2 separate regions of the Sorghum bicolor genome follow, and region 2 is linked to region 1. The links are chromatin contacts, called in public HiCAR-type maps. All regions are on one chromosome and are shown on one strand. Each heading gives the region's core, a stretch centred on a gene start, on an enhancer-like site or on the middle of the called end of the contact. The rest is flanking DNA. Distances are from core to core; before and after follow the strand shown. Region 1 holds the start of LOC8086288 (probable inactive shikimate kinase like 2, chloroplastic). Region 2 holds the start of LOC8055130 (histone H3).

Region 1 (3,323 bases), core at 150-2,649:
AGCTAGCTTAGCTGTATATCTCTCTCACTTTGCCTACGGCCTTTCCTTTTTTTTTTTCTTTTGTAATTTCCTGTAAACAGGCGTAGCTGCTACACTATGGCTAACTCTATTCTTTTGTTGGTTTAGCCTGGCGCTGGTTAACGTTCAATTTAATCGCGATTCATTTCCTTTTCGGATGGTTGGTATATGTTCTGGCGTTGCTGCTCTCCTGTGTGGGTAGAGCGGTGATACTGATTTCTGTCAATAGGAACAAGTCGGTTTTTTACAAAAGAGTGGAACAACCCGAAAAACCATTTTACAAAAGAGAGTTTTAGGTGTGCCTAACTGTTAGCTAATTAAAAATTAGCTGTGCATCCAAACAGGAGAGTTTTAGGTGGCCTAATTTTTCTTTGAAGTTTTTAACTACTTGTTAGCCAACCATAGCTAACTTAATTTAATATTATTAGACACAACTACTCCCTCCGTCTTCTAATATAGAGCATTCTAGGAGAATTAAGGAAGAGTATAAAAGACACATGTATCCCGATTTTATTTTCTAATTAGACGCTATCATTAACATGGTCAATGATGATTGGCTGATAAATAGAAAGTATTTAATGTAAAATTGGATAATGCATTATATTTAAGAACAAATTTTGAATGTTAGAATACACTATATTATAGGACGGAAGGAATAGTAACTAGCCACTTGCATTCAAATAGGTCCTAATACAAAACTCGGTAGAAAATTCCGAAATGTGTCATTATTAATTTCACTAGGATACTATAAACATGAACGGGCTGGGGAGAAGTGTGAGTGAATGAGTGATGAGGCAAAGGACGGTTTATCCGGCAGTTAACAGGAAGAACGTTGAGGTCAACTGGTCAACGCAACGTATTCGAGTGAACCGGAACGTGTCATCTTCATCTTCAATCTCTGTTCGCTGGCGTCCCCGGCGCACCTTGTATGACGTTGTCGCCCCCAACCATGCTGCCGGTTCCTGGTGACCACTTTCCATCCTCCGCCGTTGTGGTCTGGTCGGTCGACCGTTCCGACCCGCCTGCCAAACTGGTGCCAACAAGCCATCGACAGCGACGAGATTTTACGATTTTTTTTATCAAATCGAATCTTGCGACACATATTTTGAGTATTAAATATAGATAAAAATAAAAACTAATTATATAATTTATATGTAAATCGCGAGACGAATTTTTTAAATTTAATTACTCTATGATTAAACAATATTTATCAAATAAAAATAAAGTACTATAATATCAAAATTCAAAAACTTTTTAGATCAAACAAGGCCTTGGTTTGGTGGACTCGAGGATGTGGCGACAGGAAGACAAACTAGGGTTTGGGCCTAAATACAAGGCCCAGACCAGCCCAACACACGCACGCACAAATCTTTGCAAGCACACCTACCATCATCGCCTTGGCAGGCGCTGCTGCCTCGGACTCGGACGGCAGACTGGAGCTCTCTGGTGGGAGTTCCACTCCACTCTACAATGAGGATAGGGGCTGGAGCAGCGGCAGCGGCCAACATGGCTGCTTGCTCCTCCGTTCCCTGCTCCTTCCCCACCAAGCCAGACCCTCACCGCCGGGGCCGCAGCTCTCATCTCCCTCGGCTCCCTGCTGCTACCCAGTTTCGTCGGTTTCGATCACTCTCTGCCGCCGCCGCCGCCTCGTCGTCGGCGAGTCGCCTCCGTCCACGAGCCTCCGTGTCCGCGTCGGCCGCCCCGTCCAAGGACTACGAGGCAAGTACTAGTCTCTTATTGGGGATTGCTTACTTGTTTGCCAGCTAACCTTATCTGCTCATGCCCGTAACAATTGGCCAAGTAATCTGCAGTCTGACGCACCAGATTATCGCTTACTCTCCGTTGCTCATTAATTCGTGTACCCAACACTACCGTGTCTCCAAAACCTTTAGCACCGCTTTCTTCCCATTGCCGTTGTTTACTGGAGTAGTTGACTCTGCATAATATTATGTGCTGTCAACGAGTGATACAATTAATCCAGCCCTTGAGAAACTGGTAATGTAATTCCTACTAGTTCAACTGGTAATGTTTCTGAAATGAACAAGAAATCAGCCGAACCTGCCAACCATTCAACAATGTTTTTCTCACAAGAAATCAGCCAACAGTGCCATGGCCCATGGCTTACCAGCTAAATGAACAAGATTTCGAAAGACAACAGAGAATGGTAGTGCAATCATTATCGTTAGCAACATGGAAGTTAACCATGCTCTCCTATGGTTGATTACTCTGTGTTTCTGAAACCAAGTTCAGAGCAAGTTCCAAAACCATCCTCCCCATGCGCACATAAGTAAGTTTAAAGACCACAAGGAAACCAAGTGCAGGATACAAATACAATCGAATCAGATAGAAAAACAATAAACATATTATTTATTGTTTATGAATAACTTACTGCTGTTAATTCATGCCATCGTGCTGAAGAAACTCTATTGGTTGAGCATGGCTCTTCTTGTGGTTTTGACAACAAATAATCACCTGGTATTATTCTGTATAGTTCACTGATGGAAACGGAGAGGTGGAGCTGCGACTGGACATCCAAAAGCTTGGCATAGAGAGTGCAAGAGATGTTTTTGTTGACGTCGATGATACATCCCTATTGATCAGAGCCAAGTCTGACGGGACACTGAGGACTTTGATGAACGTCCAAACACTGTTTGATAGGATTAAGTCTTCTGAGACCATATGGTATGTATCGATCATCTAGTATTGCACCCTTACTTGCGAGGACATATTTATTTGCTCATTCTACTTCACAGGTTCATCGATGAGGACCAATTGGTGGTGAATCTGAAGAAAGTAGAGCAAGAGTTGAAATGGCCTGATATAGATGAATCATGGGAATCCCTCACTTCTGGGATCACCCAGTTGTTGACAGGGATCAGTGTCCACATTGTTGGTGATTCCACACACATTAATGAGGCAGTTGCTAAGGAGATAGCCGAGGGCATTGGGTGAGTGCTGCTTATTCCGTTCTTTCATTCAATTCGATTGCTTTCCAGTTAGATACCATGCTGTGCAGTTGCATTCTAGGCCGAATATTTCCAGAACATGCAAAGTATGAATTGGCAAACTTGATGCCTGATGATCTACTCATGAATCTGTCTCCATATTTCATGGAGTTGCAGGTACCTTCCGGTTTGCACAAGTGAGCTGTTAGAGAGCGCCACTCAAAAGTCGATTGATACATGTATGAATTTCTGCCCAATGGCATTTTATTGATAACATGATGTGATATCTGGGCTATCAGATTTGACTAAAATCCAATCTAGTCATATACGGTCGACATTACTGTGACCAAAATAACACGG
Region 2 (3,210 bases), core at 151-2,650, 130 kb before region 1:
ACAGAACTACATACTGTCACACACTAGCATTAACTGAGTCATGTAATGTAATAGTATAGGAAAAATAAATTGAGAACACCTATGCAGATAAAGACAGATGTATGAATTGAGATGTGGGAACTACACAGTGCAAATAAAGGCCAATCAGCATGATGTTTCGAGCATTATTGAGCAGAAACCTAATTATTCATCACCTGAATACTAAAGGAACACTAATTATTATTGAGTTGCCGTCTCCTCTGTTACAATATCAGGGTATAACAGTACACAGAAACATGTATATACAGATACAGGGTCAAGAGAACAGAACTGAAAAGTGCAAACAAAATCATGTGCACTTGGTACTCATGCAACGAAATTTATCAACAACAAAAAATGATGAATAAATAACCCTGAGCAGAGTGGGGATATATAGATTACTCTCTAGCGTAATCATATTAGAGTTTGCAATCCATAATTTCACACCATAAAACCCTAGAAACACATATATACTCGTTATAATAGCAACAACCAAGGTCGTCCAAGCACAGCTAGTAATTAATAAGTAGAATAAGCAAACACGAATGAAGAAGATGGATCAAAGTAGTAATCAGTAGAATAAGTTAACACGAAGGGGATGGGTCTATTTAGTTACCTCTCACAGATGGTGTCTGCTAGCAACTGCTACGCTACTGATGATGCCCTTGTAGTCGTAGAGCTATAGGTCCCTCTTCAGCCTCGTGAGCCCGTGATGTAATTTGCCGGGGGGAAGGGGGCGCTATTTATATAGGCACGTACGCGAGAGACGCACGACGGACTCAGGTCGGTTCCTGCATGATCGTTCATCGGGCGGCTCTGATTAGGATGTGCCGCGGATTGGTGTAGGAAAACACTGAATTCTTATTGGCTGGTGGCACTATGACGCGGATTTATCTAATTTAACCACAGCATATACGATTTCCTTCCGTGAGAAAATTGCTATAATGGGACTCCAAACAAATGGCTTCGCTAAAATGACAATCCTATTTCGCTATATGCATAATTGCATATATACGATGAGTAAGGATCAAGCTTGCTAGGTCGAGCGATTACCTTTTTTTCTACCTCGCATCTGAGATCTTCGGCAGGAGTGGGCGGCCGCGGCTCCGGCAGGGGTGGGCGGCGTCGACCCCAGCAGGAACTTCGTCGAGGGTGCGATTGCGAGCCGTGGGCGGGGTCGGAAGCCTTGGCGGGTGAGGGCAAGGAGGGGCAGGGGAGGATCCACCAACATGGCGAGGTATGGCGGCCTCTCCTCCGGCGAGACCCCGTCCCCTCTCCCGACGCGCCCAGACCTGGCAGCCATGGTCGACCTCTGCAGCTCTGGTTTTTGTGCGAGCGCAGTCTCAGACGGAGGAAGAAGACCGCTGCGGAGTGCGGACGAGTGAAGGCCGAACCGCTGAAGAGTTACCGCTGTTGGACCTTTTGGGCCCGTTCACGTGATGAGGACTTGAGAAGCCCACGCGCTTATGGCCCAGGGCCTTGTTTAGTTCCAAAAATTTTTGCAAATCAGGTACTGTAGCACTTTCGTTTGTATTTGACTCATGCACTAACTAGGCTCAAAAGATTTGTCTCATCAATTTCGACCAAACTATGCAATTAGTTTTATTTTCGTCTATATTTAATACTTTATGCACACGTCTAAAAAAAATTTTGCAAAATTTTTTGGGAAGTAAACAAAGAGCAGTTGTAAAGTGAAGAGACGCTCTCTCGGTGATTAGTTCCGTCCACGATAAGGGAAAAAGCACGGTAAGTGAAATTGATCCATTGGAATTAAGATTTGATTGTCTTTGCTGTTGTAGTCTGAAGATTAGGCGATGTTTTAAACTTAGATTTACACCATTCTTTGAATGTTAGTTTGTAGGCTAAAAAAGATACTATGCACAGTTTCATGTCTATATATCTTGTTTAAATAGAATGCTATTTACAAGATTATAGGGGTGTTTAGGACTGCTCCACAAACTCCACCATGGAGCAGCTTCACAAAAAACTAGAGTTTGTGGAGTATCTCTTTAGGTGCTCTCACAACTCCACATTTTTTTCTCGAACTGAGTGCGTGAAGCTGAAACCGTTTGGCTAAAAAACGTGGAGCGGAGCTGAAAAACGTGGAGCAGAGCAGTGCCAAACACCCCCCATGCCATAGTTTATAAGATTATCCGGTTTAATTAGACTTAATGGATATACAATGCATATTACCACTAAGCAAATGGCGTTGCGAAATGATCTAATGCAATAAACCAATGTGTGTGTGGGGTAATAACTCCTACTGCCACGATATATATGCATGACAGTAGCTTTTACTGCCACGAAATATATGTGTGGTAAAAACAAAAGCTTGTTGCAATGCTTCTACTGTCGCAATATACAATATTGCCACTATGCGATCCGTTGCAACACCAATCAATTTCAAGGCAAAAATTACATTGCAATTAGCACGGTACTTTCAACAAAACGCAAACCCGTTACAAAGACCTTTCACCACTCGTTTTTATGTTAACGGCCCGCAACGAAAGTGACAATGTGGCAAATGGTAGTTGTTGCCACGATATTCTTTTTTTTTCCATTGCTATAGGGTCGATTTAGGCCTTGTTTACTCCCGTCCAAAAACCCAAAATTTTTCAAGATTCCCCGTCACATCGAATCTTTAAATGCATGCATGGAGTATTAAATATAAACAAAAATAAAAACTAATTACACAGTTTGGTCGGAATTGACGAGACGAATTTTTTGAACCTAGTTAGTCCATATTTAGACAATAATTACCACAAACAAACGAAAGTGTTACAGTGTGATTTAATTTTTTCCTTCAGGAACTAAACAAGGCCTTATACAGGATTTTCCCCAGGCACAAGCGTCGGCATGGACGAGCGCAGCCTTCATCTCAAGAACAGAGGCACAGGGAGAAGAAGGAAAGAAAGAAAGAAGAAAAAACAATGGTGCTTTTGACACTTTATAATCCACTAGAACATTTGGCGCCCTTCCGGCGCCCTACAATGACTTTAAGAACAAAAGTTATTGTCAATACTTAATAAGTATGACTTTTTAGTTACATAGTAACATTAAGATTTAAGCATTACTTTGATATATAAGCTTTGTTGTATCTGGTTTGAACACATAGGAAAACCTTTCTTTCCTAGAATCAAAATTTTCCAAACTCAAATACTCCACTAAGCAACACATAAGGACATGCCATCA

The links. HiCAR-type assays count read pairs that join an accessible place to other places.
Region 2: a contact with region 1 is called in a HiCAR-type map of leaf, with 6 times the contacts expected there. The contact joins the promoter of LOC8055130 here to the promoter of LOC8086288 in region 1. A contact is called at or near these places in 1 of 4 Hi-C or Micro-C datasets (leaf mesophyll) and 1 of 1 datasets of contacts at active chromatin or transcription factors (leaf).

Annotation. Positions count from the first base shown.
Region 1 is chr1:55,678,429-55,681,751 of Sorghum_bicolor_NCBIv3, reverse strand. It overlaps LOC8086288 (probable inactive shikimate kinase like 2, chloroplastic), which reads left to right and starts at 1,399. Exons shown (of 8, transcript XM_002467382.2): 1 at 1,399-1,737; 2 at 2,510-2,700; 3 at 2,772-2,966; 4 at 3,141-3,202. The coding sequence starts at 1,489. It overlaps LOC110431751 (a long non-coding RNA gene), which reads right to left. Exons shown (of 4, transcript XR_002449194.1): 4 at 1,514-1,592. LOC8086289 (lysine-specific demethylase JMJ706) reads left to right here. Exons shown (of 11, transcript XM_021449953.1): 11 at 1-148.
Region 2 is chr1:55,809,707-55,812,916 of Sorghum_bicolor_NCBIv3, reverse strand. LOC8055130 (histone H3) reads right to left here and starts at 1,400. Exons shown (of 6, transcript XM_002464826.2): 1 at 1,072-1,400; 2 at 635-809.